Linked DNA regions of Mus musculus: region 2 is linked to region 1. Evidence: chromatin contacts called from public Hi-C data. All regions are on one chromosome and are shown on one strand. The core of a region is the stretch at or near the end of the contact, and the rest is flanking DNA. Distances in the headings are between cores, read along the strand shown. Region 1 overlaps Pdgfc (platelet-derived growth factor, C polypeptide). Region 2 overlaps Pdgfc (platelet-derived growth factor, C polypeptide).

Evidence for each region. A called contact is a pair of places that touch in the nucleus more often than the background predicts.
Region 2: a Hi-C map of embryonic fibroblasts shows a contact between it and region 1, with 2.2 times the contacts expected there. The contact joins two enhancer-like sites. A contact is called at or near these places in 1 of 39 promoter capture datasets (embryonic stem cells), 13 of 484 Hi-C or Micro-C datasets (the C2C12 cell line, adipose-derived mesenchymal stem cells, bone marrow-derived macrophages and 5 more), 1 of 115 datasets of contacts at active chromatin or transcription factors (embryonic stem cells) and 1 of 9 other capture datasets (embryonic stem cells).

What each region holds. Positions count from the first base shown.
Region 1 is chr3:81,055,318-81,063,173 of GRCm38.p6, reverse strand. The region is part of intron 1 of Pdgfc (platelet-derived growth factor, C polypeptide); the gene reads right to left. Among named protein-coding and RNA genes, the nearest start is that of Pdgfc, 23 kb to the right of the region's middle. Within about 2 kb of position 4,428, at least 95 of the 459 cell types and tissues checked have an H3K27ac peak or open chromatin away from gene starts, as enhancers often do. A contact at or near this core is called in the C2C12 cell line and embryonic fibroblasts, where this site is marked.
Region 2 is chr3:81,161,202-81,169,057 of GRCm38.p6, reverse strand. The region is part of intron 2 of Pdgfc (platelet-derived growth factor, C polypeptide); the gene reads right to left. Among named protein-coding and RNA genes, the nearest start is that of Pdgfc, 130 kb to the right of the region's middle. Within about 2 kb of position 4,752, at least 25 of the 459 cell types and tissues checked have an H3K27ac peak or open chromatin away from gene starts, as enhancers often do. A contact at or near this core is called in the C2C12 cell line and embryonic fibroblasts, where this site is marked.

The sequences.
Region 1 (7,856 bases), core at 3,179-5,678:
AGTGTGAGACATGAGTAATCTTTCCCCCAGATGGCACTCAATCAATCAATCAATCAATCAATCAATAAATGGAAAAACCTCAATTTTTAGGTATTAAACAAACTTCCCTTCTTCCAAAGCAAGGTCAAAAATGATACACATGTAAGTTTGTTGATCAAACAGATTCCCTCTCTCCTAAACATGGCCATTTAGCTCAAGAAGGAAATACAATTGATTTATACAAATGGAATCACAGTGGTGATTGACAGGCAGTTACTCATTGGTTGGGGTGGTGGCTAAACACTCATAATCTTGTCAAAAGCACCTTGGGAATTTTAGTGCGAACAGAGTCCAAAGTCTAGTTTTAATTCTCCCCTGCAAGCAGCTACTGCAGCACTAGCCCCTGTTCATGAGGCTGCTTACCCACGAGCCCTCTGGTACCTCAGTCACGAGGCTCATGGCATAAAGTTTTCAGCTTTTCTTCCAGTGCCACTCAGACCTTACATATATGAACAATAAGAAGTCACAAATCAAAAATTCATATTTCAGCCTCTATTAGGGTTAACAATATTTGCCATTTCAACAACTATGTGTTTATGTGAAGCTTTATAACATATCTATGTATATGTGTCTTATATATGTATTTTATATATGTATATATGTATTTGTATATGTATTTTTTTATATATAATGTATCGATACCATAATGTAATATGTATGTATATGTGTGTGTGTCTCCTCATGGGTGTGATAGATTTTTCTTCACTTTGATAAATAACCCAAAGAAACCACTTAAAGGGAAGAAAGAATTTTTGCTCACAGTTTCAGAAATTTCAGCCGATGACTGATAGTCTCAGTGGATTGTAGCCATGTGACTGGGCAAAATCTCAGTGGGGAATCTGTAGTGAATATCCTTCATCTCATAGAAAACACAAGCAAGAACAAGGAAGAAACTGCAAACTAGGCACTAGGCACTAGGCACAACCTCAAAGCTCTGCCCACATCCTATAACTAGACCCCATCTCCCTAAGTTTCCAGAAGCATCTGAAAACACAGCCACCAGCTGGGAACCAACTAGTCAGTATCTACCTTTAGGAGGGAAACATCCTCCATCCGTGAAAGTCATATACTATTTTAAAGTTTATAGAATATGCAAAAAGGAGGAGTGGGACCAACAAAAAGTCCTACCCGTGCCTGGCACAGAAGGTGGAGGAGAATGCTTTCAGTATTTGGAATATTGACTATGCTATCATACTGTGGAAAAACAACAGCTCTTGCCCCACCGCTTACAGCAGACAAGCAAGCATGAGTGCAAAAGCCTGTAACCCCAGATGCGCCAACATTCCAGTCTGGCTCACTGTTTCCCTTTGGCTGACTGGCAATAGCAAGGAAACTATAAGCAAATATTCCAGGTAAGAAGATTAGCTCTACGGTGTAAGAAGGTCATTAAAGGAAGAGCCACAGAACTCCCTCTCCACATGGAGTAACCTGATTTTGTTTTTCTTTTGTTTTGTGTTTTGTTTTTTGTTTTATTTTGTTTTTAATTAAAAATATCTTTTCAAGAAAAAAAGGATTAATACTTTACTATGGGGGAGGGGTGTCTTTTTATTTCCTGTGTATCATGTGGCCCATACAAGCAGAAATGCATATCATGAAAAAGGAGTCAGATGAGAGTCAGCTAGTTTTTCCAGCCCCCCTGCCAGCCACCTACATGAGTAAGACATTGACCTCACTGCTTCCAGAATGACCTCACTGCTACACGGCGGGAGGGCAAGACAGGACACTGTGGCATCTAAGTCCCTCTCATCCTCTGCCTTTGTATTTTTAAAGATTTTCTTAATCTGAAAATTCTCAGTGAATAAGTAGTAAGAATGTATCTTTCAGTTTGAAAACACTGGAGACATTAGACATCACCTAAACAAGAATAGAAAAGACCCCCCCTCTGCCCCCAACTATATACAGCTTGAGAAGTTGAGGTAGGGGCCGCCCTAGGATCTGATGCCTGTAGTCAGAGGCCAGGGCAGCATTCTCAGTAAGTCAGCTGAGTTACCATTGCCACCGCAGTGTGTGAAGGGGGCCAGAGTTATCCTAGTCAGTAGGCTCTAAAGAGGATGGAAGACCAAAGGCCTGAGGACAGGTGACTCATCTGCTTATTTCTTTACCTGAAGACACATTAATGACCACTGACATCCCAAATGGTTATTCCCACTGAGGTATAGCTGCATTTACAGGCAAAACAAAAACACAAACAAAAACCAAAACCACAGCAACCTATAATAAGATTAGTATCATAAATGCAAATGATAGTGCTCCTTTCGAATGGCAATATAGTACCCTAGAGCGGAACTTTCACCATTCTTTATATCTGGAGTCCGAAAGAGCTTTCACCTGGTTTTCCCATGAGAAGGTCACAAATATGTAAATATAGATGTCCAGGTCAGAAAGCAACAGCAGGCATCATTTGGATCAAGTAAAAGCAGCTTGTTTCAATAAGAGTCAGGTGCAAGTATGCCTGGTAGATTTACCATATTTAGAAAAGCAAATTAATTTATAGTTCTCCAATCTCTCAATCCATTTATCTGTATTGACAGACTGGAGAACTATAAATTAATTTGCCATGCTATAAATAAGCTGTAAACACAGTAATTTCTCTACAGCTAATATACTCCCATACCCACTTGTCTATAATTGTGTACAACCAGATGGCATATTCCCAATGCTTCCAACAAGTGTCAGGAAGATAAACAGAGAGGGCTGGAGAGAAGAAGAAAAGGAAAGGAAGGAAAATAAAAGAAAGGGAAGGGAAGGAGAGGAGAAAAGAGGAAAAGGAAAAAGAAAGGAAACACAGAAAAAAGAAATTTTTTAAAAATCCCTTTATGTTGCCAAAAGCTGGCAGCTCTCTTCTTTCTTCCCAAACCCTTAGATCTTAGGAAAAGAGTATGTCTTACTAAGTGCCAACAACAACACAGATAATTGTTAGTATGTTTCCTCTGTGTGGATGGGGCATGCATTATCCTGCTTTGACTATAGCCACACTAGCCGCTGGGATAAAAGTCAGTGCCAAGTTTAAAATAATAACACCACCTTCTGCAGTGCCAGGGCCTGGTTTCTAACCCCAAATCCTGAATTTTAGATGCTGTCTGTTAGAATGAAATAAAATATGGCTTGGATTTGCTGTTACACAGACCTCTGAGTTAGGGTTAACAGTTAACACAGAGATGTTTCTAATCTAATGTGGGCTCACTGCAGAAGAACATTTAGAAAAGAATAAATTAATTTTAGGAAGAAAATTACCAGTATCTTTACCACTTCCTACCCTGGTCCTTATTAATAAAATATATTTACAATGCAATAGCATGAATCACTTTAGTGATATACGTTTATACACTCGTGAAAATACTTATGATGACAAGTAAAAAATATGTATGATGCTAGTATGAGCAATGGGGGTTCTTCAGGGGGAGGGCTTTATTTGAACCTTCCTGTAAATCCCATGAATAATGACAACTTGTATAATTCACAGCTTTTCTCAAGGGAGGTTTACTACCCTGGGGCCAGCCATCCAAACAAGGTTCAGGGGTGACATGTGTACCAATATGATAAAGATAGGAAGGAATTGTAGTACAGAGGGTACCAGGTCCAGCAACTCTCTCCTAATTTACCCAGACCATCGGAGAATGCTTCCAGAAAAGACTTCCCTCCTTTCCTCCTTTCCTCCTTTCCTCCTTTCCTCCCTCCCTTCCTTCCTCCCTCGTTCTCTCTCTCTTCCTCTCTTCTTCCGTTCCTCTCTCGCTCCCTCTCTCTTTTCCCCCTCCTTCCTTTCTTTTCTTTTTTCTACCTTTTAATTAAGAAGAAGAGCAAGAAACAAACAAGCAAAGATCAATTTATCTGTGGTTTCCTAATAACGACAAGGACTAGGAAGGATGCTTAAGTATTCCTTTAAAAGCTCAAATCTTTCAAAGGTGAACAAAGTAGAACTTAAACCACGTGGTTTGAATAATGAAGACAAAGTATTCAGGCCATTCTTCCTGAGAGTTTGATGTCCTTGATTAACATGCAAAGTAATGAGAAATTTGATGTTCCTTCTCTAGAGCATTAATATCACTCTAGTTGGCCATGAAGCAGAAAACAAAGAAGCACACACACACTCACATACATACTCATACAAATGCAAACACATACTCATACAAATGCACACACTATTACACTCACATGTACTCCCTCTGTCTCACACACACACACACACACACACACACACAGAGTTTGCACGGTGGTAATGTTTCTTTATAACAAACTGGCCTCAGGAAATTATTAATGAGGGGTGAGGAGGTTACAGAGCAGCTAAGCTCACAAGAATGCCTAAGCAAAGAGAACTGCCTATTCAGACAGAGCGGCTGAGGACTGTGTGGGGAAGACTGGCACTTAGAAAGGAATTCCTTCCTAGGCAAAAATTTTTCTATACCGTGCAAAGTGAGAATCAAATGAGTCATAACAGTCCACATCTCCTGTGTGTGTGTTAGTGGGTGACCTCCGATTCCTAAGGAAGTCAAGGGCAGCATCAAGTGAGAAACCACCCTCCTGCCTCTCTACCCCTCCTCCCAGCACCACATGTGAGGACCATCTGAGATGACACAGGTTTGGTCCAGCCAGATGCCATTACACATTGGATGACACCGGATTTGTAACTTTTGGCTTTACTTTCAGGAAGGGAAAAAAATAAAAATAAAAAAGACCCATGCCAGAAATTGAGCGGCTTTTCTCTTTGGACAAGCCCAGGCATGCCCCAGCGACACCAGCACTGGCTGAACCCTCTCTTCCTAGGCCTGCCTACCACCAGAAAAGTATGAACATTTTAACCGACTGTTTCGAAGGACCCGGAATAGAACTTTTAGTCACTCAGCCTGAGCAGAAGAGCAGTAAAGGAAAAGTTCTCTGCTTGTGCAAACATGGGGCCTATTTTCTCTATGTGAAGATGGCAAGAAACCCCTTTGTCCCCAAATCAGGATGAATGTTTTATCACTTTCAAAAGAGAAGGTACCTTCTGGTCCAGATACACAGAAAAGAGTCCTCTGCTTGACAGCTTCCACTTTATGCTGGTCAAGTATGTCTCTTCTATTGCTGCTATTGACCACTGCTGTGTCCTTGTCAACTCAGGACCAGGGGACTCTCAAGTAAGTTAGGCTTTCAGCAGCACAGCTTCATAGACTGAGCACCAATGGGTTGTCAGCCCTTCCTGGCTGCAAATGGTTGTCACTGTAGAGCCATCGAGTCCCTAAGCAATTCTAGAGAAACTCCCTATTGCAACACACACTAATTCTCTCAGTTCTGTTTTTCTGTAGAACCCTCACTAAAGATGGCTTTATGTTGGCCAGATTTAATCTTCTGTAAGTAGTTGAGACAACCCTCATGGCTGGATTTCAGTGTTCTTTTGTTACAGATGACAAAGCTGAAGTCCAGGGGGGGTGGGGGGGGCAAAGTGGTGGAGTCATATGGAGGTTGTACTAGAAGAGAAGATATTGTGCTCTAAGACTCAAGCATTGATTCTGCACCACTATTCTTTAAATGGCAATGGTTTGTGTTGCCAGAGAATTAGACTCAATTCCAGCTTCATTTTACTTTCTGTCCTTCCTCAAAAAGCCATATTTTGTTATGTTGATCCCAACCTACTTTCTAGATTAAAATAAGCAAACTGGAGAAAAAAAAAAGTGAAGATACCAAGTGACAAATCTCAATTTCTGGGACAAACGCTGAGGTGCCTATTTAACAAATAAAGAGACTTGGTATCCAGATTCGTCCAGCATCCCTCCATCACTTCCTGCTATGGGGTATGGCTGACATAACCACCCTCTGCCCTAAACCCTCCAGCCCAGAGGCTGGACTGCCCTTACCTCAGAGCCTTTTCCCCATGTAATCCAGTACTTCCGGTTACCTGCCCCCTTCCGTTACCCTTCAGCCTTCAGACTGATGCATATGGTTCCTTTTCCCTGGCCCATCTCCACAAAGACTCGGTCATGGCTACTGAGGATTGCCCAGACATCTCTGCCTTTAGTACTCTTTCGTTTTGATCTGTAACATTCTCCTCCATCACACCTGGACGCTGTCATGTTTGTTCCTTTTTCTTTCTCTTTTTTTTTTCATTCATCTACAGGAGTACTATAAACAGATCATATTACAATACCCTTCAAGTAATAGTGCTAGGTCCTACCTGTTTTCCCAAGCCACTTTCCTAAACCTTACTCTATTCCCATTAGTATTATCTTATCCCTCTCTACAATTTTCCTTCCTTGGTTAGAATGGCACATAAAGCCTCTGGTCTTAACTGTTTCCTTAAGTTTCTACATCTTTCTGTGAAGTCTGAGAATCTATAAAATTTGAAACAGTTGTAAAATCCCTATGTCTTTTCTCTTCTTACCTGTCACTTTCAGCTTAATTTGCACACCTCAGCTTGAAAAGCTAGGGTGCAAAGCTATTATTCTCTTCCTTGTGGCATAGTAGGTAATAATGTACTATGAAAAAAAGGTATTTTTGTTATAAATATAAAAATTTCTAAAATGCTTATAAGTGCTGAATTGCTAAGCAATTATATTTATATAAAATCAAAAATAAAACATGGCAATACTTATCAAATATATCAAAACAAAATTCCAAATTTGTAAGAAATCAGAATTTGTAGGTTTAAGGGTTTACCTTGTAAATGTCTGGATGCCTACCAATTCCTGAAGATGATAGTGTGGTGTGTGATGGCTTAGATTCTAAGTATGAAGAAAAAAAGGTGGACACAAGGGTTTTTGCCAGTCAGAGAACTGTGGATCTCATAAGAAGGTGGATGGTACCTGAGGAACCATGCCACAGGTCAAATTCAAAACCCCAACACACACACACACACACACACACACACACACAGAGATAGTTCTATATATTGAGTACAGTATCCACGGTGTGTAATTAACGAATCATTCCTTAGCATTCTTAGCATTTGGGTTTTATTGTAGACAAAGGTATTTCTCAACTAGCCAAAATCTGAACCTGATGATATGCTCTCAGTGTAGTTAGAAACAGTTGAATCAAACATCAACATTGTCCACATTTAAAATCTCTAGGTACCTTCAGCGAAATCTTTCTGGCATATGAAATAGTGTCTGGGTTTGGTGGCTGATTATGGGATGGATCCCCGGGTGGGGTAGTCTCTAGATAGTCATAGCTGTCTCCTATGAGGCTATGCCAGTGCCTGTCAAATACAGAAGTGGATGCTCACAATCATCTATAAGATGGAACACAGGGCCCCCAATAGAGAAGCTAGAGAAAGCACCCAAGGAGCTGAAGGGGTCTGCAACCCTATAGGTGGAACAACAATATGAACTAACCAGTACCCCCAGAGCTCCTGTCTCTAGCTGCATACATAGCAGAAGATGGCCTAGTCGGCCATCACTGGGAAGAGTGGCCCCTTGGTATTGCAAACTTTATATGCCCTAGTACAGGGGAACGCCAGGGCCAAGAAGCGGGAGTGGGTGGGTAGGGGAGCAGGGCAGAGGGAGGGTATAGGGAACTTTCGGGATAGCATTTGAAATGTATATAAAGAAAATATATAATAAAAAATAAAGAAAAAAAAGAAAGAAAAAATCTCTAGGCACTTCCAAGTGTGAATTTTAGGGGCATGGAAATTGCCAGTGACTTGCTTGCATACAAAGGAAAACAATGTTCTTCTCCCAGCAATATCCTGCTCCGGACTTCATTCCACAAAATGAGTAAAATACCTGCCTGCAGTCGGGGTGACTTCTTTTTAACATGTAGGCTGAAATAAAGGTGACCTACCTACAACAGAGGACAAAGTAACTCATCAAAGGGAGCATCTCATCAATTTCATTATTTTTATTTTT
Region 2 (7,856 bases), core at 3,503-6,002, 110 kb before region 1:
AAACATGAATTATCAACTTGGTAATAGCAAAGTTAAAGTAAATAATAATGCTTAAATTGAAAAGTTGGTCAATATTTATCAGTATAAAAATGAAATAAAATGTGGGAGTTTATTAAGCTATAAACAAATGCATAATACCAATTTTTCATAAATAATTACAAAACATTGAATGATAAGCATCCCAATTAATATGATAATTTTCCCTAATCCTTGTATTGAATTCTCTGAAGTGGCAATATTTAGCCTTCAGAAATATGACTCATTTCACTCAGATAGGTAATTGCTACCTATTAGCCATTAGTAGATTATATGATTACTGTAATTCGCCCAGTATGAGCTTTGTCCATGAATAAAGAGGAATAAAAAATGATGCTCCATAAAATATTAAAAGGAATTACACCAGTATGATCATAGTAGTAAACTAATCACCAAAATGGCTTAGTTAATTGGCTACTATAAATTGGAAGCAGAAGACTTCCAAATTTGCGTGAAAAGTTAGATAAATGTGAAATAGAAGAAAGAAAATGTAATAAGAACAGAGACAACAAATATCTTTGATTGCTGATAGACTTGAGTGTGGGTGTATGCATGTGTGTGTGTGTGTGTGTGTGTGTGTGCACATGTGTGAGACCAGGAGTTAATTCTGGGTGTCCTCCTCAGGAGTCCTGCACATTTCCTTTGAAACAGGTTTCTCACTGTCCTGGAACTTCACTGTGCAGCTTAGAAGTTGATATGATGCCATTTTAGTTTTTGAGTCAAGATCCCCTGCTGAAGCCAGTGGTTACTGTTTCTGCTAGACTGCCTGTCCTGCAAGCCTGTGGATACCCCTGCCATTTCCTTCCTGGCTATTAAAAGGATAAGTCACACCTGTTGTTTCCACTTCAGGTCTGGGCACTGAGCTGATCCTTACAATTGAAATCAAGCAATTTATAAGCAGAACCTTACCTACTCCCAGCTAATACATTTTGAGAACCGAATTCACCAATTAGTACAGAGGCCAAAGAGCTCAGACCTGGAGCAACAAAAGGGAGTTATACTATGAGTATAGGGGTGGTTCTGATGCTAAGGTCCTGTTCCCAAACTGGTTCTTGATCTGTCAGTTAAGAAGCCATGAGCCAATTGTTAGGCAGAAGGAATAGTCAGGATTTCCAGGTACCTGTAGGAAAAGAGTCAGATGTAAGGGGGGGGGGGGGAGAGAGAGAGAGAGAGAGAGAGAGAGAGAGAGAGAGAGAGAGAGAACGAAGCAGCCATGTGAGGTCCTCAAAAAGAGTACGTGCCTGTGGCCACTCCTACAGGCTGGTGGTCAGGGATATTTAGCAGGGACTAGATATATCTTAGCAACTAAAGTTTAGGACAGGTGGGAGGTGAAGAAATAAAAATATTATTAAGGATGATATTTCTAGGCAGCAGAAAATAGGGCCCAACAATTGTGTTGAAGGCAAGTTGAAAAGGAACATCTGTGGTTGTGTCTTTTATCCGTGGATTCAAGGAAGCTGGTGGGAGCTGGTAGCAGGGCCCATTCCCAGAGCTTAGGCTGGGTAGCATAAAGCTGCACACAGCAAATGGAGGTAACTGTTATACATCATTTATGTTGAGGTAGATCTAACAAGAACTGGTGTGGGATAAGGTAGACAGGAATCAAAATTTATTTGAAACATTGGGCTTCCAAAAGGGATTGGGACCTACAAAGATAATTCAGTAAAATGTCTGGATACAGGATTAATAGACAAACAGCAATATTCTATGCTTATGACTGAAGACTCAGAAACTCATAGGGGAAAAAGTAGGTCACTGCAGATGTCCTAATACAAAAAAAAAAATACACTTAGCCAATATGAGTAAACACTTACTGTCTGAAAAATATATAACCCAATGACAAGAAGTCCTGGACTTATTTATATTTTTTTCAAAATCTAGATAAGTTTTCTAGAATTTTGTGTAAAATAGTAAATTACCTTAACAGAGCAAAGATGATGAGGCACATACAAGGAACCGGTGCTCCTTAAGTATCAGCTCCATCACCAGACAAAACTCAACTGGTACTCTGACTCTGCCCATGGCCAGGATATAATAGATTACTCATCAGGGTGCTGCACAGTTAGTGTAAGCCATAGCCCTAAATGGCAACAGAGGGGGAGCCGGACTCCTCTAGTTTCCTCTGTGGAAGCAGTTGTCTTGAATTTAGTGACTCTAGAACAAGATTAGCATGTAGATATTTTCTTTTAACAGTTGCTTCTCTTTTAATAAGAGACAGATAGACAGATTTATTGATCACTTTAAAAAAACCTCTGAGTACTTTCTCTTGTTTCCTGGATTATCAATGTTATGCTTAGTGTGGGGCTGTAGAAGAATGTGTAAAAAGCATTCCTTCAAAGGCTGAAAATCTTGTATCTAAGGTTGAACTGATCCTGAAATTCACAATTACCTTTTGCTTCTACTTTCAGTGGAAGTTCACTTTGTATCTCTGTGTTGTTAATGACAAGAAACAAAGGTTTGGACAGTAGTTATAAGTATCAATTCAAAATGGGTCCCAAGAAAGAGAACAGACCATGTTACTAATAAGATGAGGTGCAGCCAACTCAGAGTCCTCGCCTCTGAAGAGCATATCCTTAGACTGTGGCACAGTCTAACTGGTGATGAGTTTTGCAGAAGCATCTCATTAACACAGATTCTGTGAGGCACGGATATATCAACCACAAATACCAGTTTATATATGATACTTTTGCACATGTGGTAACAACTCTATTGGGCATTAATAACCTCAATTTGAGATGCTACGTTTAATGATATTATCATTACTATATACTATAAATGAAACTATCACTCTGCAGGTAAGAGCATTTGCTGCTTTTGAGAGGACCTAGATTCCCAGCATACACATCACAAGGTTCACAGGGCAGCCTGTGACTCTAATTCCAGGGGTTAACAATCTCTTCTGACCTCTGTGGGCAACAGCAGATGTGTGTTTCACATTCATACATATAGGCACTCATGTATGCACAAAACAATCTAAAAGTAATAAAATTGACTTCTCTGTCATAGCCCATCTTCACTGGATGAAGGGAACCCAAGGAGACTGAAATCAACAAAAGAGAATTGATGTGCACACAATTGTCACACTGTCTGGGAGCACAAGTCTTGACATAGGACAATAATATTGATCCTTTTCAGTAAAGGAATTGGATCTCAGAAGGCAGATAAACAAAAATCCTTAATTCTACTCACAAGAAAAGCAAAGTAATAGTTTTTATTTTATTTTGCTTTCCTTTTGGTGTATTTTCTGGGTTTACTACATGGTTTTGTTTACTGGGAAAGGGACTAAGTCGATATGTGGTATTCTGTTCTTGAACCCAATGATTGAATAAGGAGGGGTTAGTCTTTTAATGTTTTCATTTCCAAAGAAAGGAAACAAAACAGACAGCTTTATCTCAAAGGAGCTGGTCTGGTCATCAGGTGACGTGATCAGGGCTGTAAGTCCAGCTAAGGAGATTACTTCATATTTGATGGTGTGAAAAGAGAAATGAGAAACACCAGGCTCAGTGCCCACTTGGATAATTCACCCCCTAGGCAAGATCCCGAGGCAGGGATTATCTGCAATACTTTTATTTTATTTTCTTCTTGGACAATTTGAAATATGCTTTCCTTTTGGCTATTTCTTCTCTGTGTTACCCTTTCAAGGTGCTTTTATAGCAGACTCCACCACAGCCTTTTACAGGTCCACACACTGCAAGGAACCCTAGCAGGTTTAACAGTTTCCCATACATTGCTGCATTCCCCTTTTTTGCTCCAGCTGATTTCTCTCAGAATCCCCCCCCCCCAGAGAAGAGACAAGGTAGTTTTAAAATAAATTTGTGATTATCTTATAACTTCTATTCATATATTTAAAAATTTTTTATCTCCCCACTTTTTCTATGGCCCTAAATTTCCCTTTGGAAATATCCAGAACTAATGATATATTTTACTTCTGAATATATCTTCCTTTCTCTTTCCCTATCTTTCCCCCATCTCTCTCTCTCTCTCTCTCTCTCTCTCTCTCTCTCTCTCTGTGTGTGTGTGTGTGTGTGTGTGTGTGTGTGTGTGTCTGTCTCTCTCTCCAATTTTATCTATCTATCTATCTATCTATCTATCTATCTATCTATCTAATCATTAGTTAGTTAATATGTTAGTTATAAGTATGAATTCCAAAGCCCTTTGCTGTGGGATAGCCTTCCAATCAGTAACACTTCACTGATTTTTATAGAAGCAAATAGAAACTGAACTCTGATGTTTCAGATATGTATCTGAAAAAGCTGTGCTAATTATCATATGCTCAGTTAAAGCTAAGGGACAATAAATGGCTATTTTTAACAACTTATGTACTGTAATTTCAATTGTTAAACTGTTTATATTTTCATTTAACCTAGAGCTTACAATACAGAAGTTGAAACTGAAGTCTTAACGAGATAATATATACTTTGGGGACAATATCTTCATGACTCCTGTTTGATTGGCTGTTTATCATCACGGTGTGAGCATTGAAAGGCTCCACAGGGATAGTCAGAGAACAGAAGGTCTTCATGTTACCCAGAAGTAAGACCTATACAACAGCTCCCTCTTATCCTTCAGACTTCAGTCAGAGAAACTATGAAATTTTGCAGACAGCTTTCCTTCTACTTCAGGGATTTTGGGCAACTGAGTCATTGTGGGCTACTTAAGCCTTTAGTCACTAGGAACCTCAACCTGGGCGAGACAGCACATTTCGCCAGATGGTAAATATGACCACATCTTTTGGTACAGTAATTCCAGCAATGATGGCCCTGTCATAGGTCAAGCACTTTAAGTCACCGGATTTATTACTCAGGGTTTCCAAGCCGCACAACAGTACATTTCACTGGATATACGTAGAAAAATACCCAGTAGTAGCTTTCAAGGATTACACACCAATATTTGAAAGCTATATATGAAGTCCCCTAATGTAGGATTACCTTTCCACTTCAGTTGACACACTTCCACTTCTTCAGACTTTAGCTGAATAGAAGCTCCTGGGGCAAGCACCATCTGGGAGCCCAGAGGCAGAGGCAGTGACGTCTTTGCAGCATGGTCTATGCCACACCCATCACAATTTTGAATTTTATTTTTTCATGAACATTCCTTTGCTATTCAATGGTTTCTGGAGGTCAAAGAAGCTCTGAATAATCTTTGGATCCCTGATACATAGCATGATATTTGGTTGATGCATAGCAGGGTACTTGACTGCTAGCTAAATAAGAGAATGGGTGAGTGTATGTAAAGATAAGGAAACAGAATCATAAACAAATATCAGGAGATGTAGTTGGCAAAAAACACAAATTTACATACTCTCTTCAAATAGAAATAGCTCATATTTTTCTCTTAAATATTTTATTATTTTATTCACTCCAATTCACATTAAATACAAGCTAACAGATTTTTTTTTCATTTGTAACTCCACGTGGCTTTTAAAATGAGGGTACTAGACTTTGTTTGGAGAAATGAATTGGATGCAATATTCTGGAATTAATTTTCATCCTAGTAGCCTTCCATTTCTCATTCACTTACAATCACCATGGTGACCACTGAGCTTTGTGTACATGTCTCCCACTCTGACTTAACACTAGATGTGAAACTTGGTATACTTGAATCTTAGGATCTAGCTTTCTCTATCTTTATGTGTCTCCAAGACAGTACATTATCAAACTGTACTGGACAGACAACTAATTGAGACCATACTTATGCTTACACATCCTACCTAGGTAGTCTTTACTGGACACAGAACTGAGAAGGAAGTGTTAATGACATATTCACAAGTGTCTGAAATCTTGTATTAGTGGCTAATCATTTTCTCGGACTAAGTAATTTGCTTTTGGGGAAGCAACTACAGAGACTGAAGTTAAATGTTTGATATACCTTGACGAATATTAAAATAAGAGATGAAGGACTTATGAAGTATGTGACTAATCTCTAACCTTCTTCATACAGATGCTAGAAAGTGTTACTTCAAATGTTTTTTTATTTAAAATATTTTGTCTATGTCCCCGCCATACATAAGAATCTCACAATCTGAAGTCCTTATCAGCTTACTACAGATGACATCAGTAGACCTTTATATGACCTCTAAAACCAACTTCTCTTGCACACCCCCTGTGCTGGTTTGAAGAGGTGAGGTCTTCATAGACTCATGTGTTTGGATGCTTAGCCCAGAGGGAATGGTACTATTAGGAGGTGTGGCCTTGTTTGAGGAACTTTATATTTGTGGAGATAGGCTTTGAGGTCTCTTACATACCCATGCCACTCCCAGAATGACACAGTCTCTTTCTGATGCCTTCAGATGAAAATATTGAACTCTTAGCTCTTTCTCCAAAGAAAGAGCTTGCTTTTCGTGCTGCCTGCTTGCTGCCATGCTCCCCACCATAACTAACCTTCTGAAAAATCTAAGTTAGACCCAACTAAATGTTTTCCTTTATAATAGTTTCTGTGGTCATAATGTCTCTTCATAGCAATAAAACCTTAACTAAGACACATTCCCAACATGAATCAGGGCTCACCTCCCTAAACAACAGGCCTTAACTGATTTAAACCTTCTTAAAATATAGACCGGGGTGTTGATCACACATATTTTCTTTTAAGTCTGGATCGATAGGATCATCTCTTCATTAATAATGCCTTGCATTTCTTTCTGGTCTCGACACTGATATTTTCCAGGAGCCTGTTATTGAGCAACTCAATAATTGGTTGGGGGAGGGTGCCAAGAATATGTTGAGTCACTTCTTCTAAAAGTCATATCCTATTGGGGGAAATTCATCAAGGTAAAAGTCAAATGTGAAGTTTCTTTGCAGCCAGCTTCCTGATTAGGCCAATAAGTATTTCTCAGAAGAGAGAAGCATATTTATGTTTCTTGCCTGCCACTCAAGCTTGCCTACGCTCCCTACATGTGCAATAAGCAAACCTTTTGAGATTGTATATCTGTTCACACTTCTATACTATCAGTCATCTCGCCATTATAAAACATCTGAGAAAACCCACCTGTAGAAGAGAAGGGTTACTTAGACTCTCAGCATTGGAGTTTTCTATCCATAAATAATCATGTATCATATGTCCAGACTACATTGTGGCAAAATATCATGGAAGAATAGAGTCCAGCAAAAAATGTCTTGCATCATAAACCAAGGAACGACTACAGAGGATGGGCTGGAGACACACAATCCCCTTTGAAAGCAGACCAATATCCTAATGACCTGCTACTAAACCCTACCATCAGAGGTTCTACTATCTCCCAATGTCATTCTGACTATTAAACCTTAAGTATAAATGGAGGACAGTCAACATCCAAATCAGAGAATACACTTTCAAATCCAAAAGATGCCATATACTTCATATTCTTTGTAGTACATTCAGTCTTTGCAAGACACCATTTACCTCATACTCATTTGATTCTGCTTTCATTTGACAGTTGACCAGAAATAAGTATTTCTCAGATGACAGAAGCACATTCATGCTTCTTGCCTGCCACTCAACCTTACATACACTCCTTAAGTGTGCAATGAGCATATACAAACTCTGATGTAGAACGATGACTTCCACACAACCGTCCTGCAGCACAAACTGGAACATAACTGACTGTATGTCGATTGAAAAAGATTGAAAAATCGTAAGTCTATATTAAAGGGTTGAGCATGTAGTGATATCCTCTAAACATGTACCCACATCAAGGTCATGTTGACCCACTAGAAAGGCAACTATTCAAATCATGATAGCTCATTATTAGATAATCTATAGTCTCTAACAAGGTTTTCTTTTTTATGTAGTTCTGTGATCAAGAGAGAAAATGGAATGGATTTTGTTTACCATGGCAAATGCTG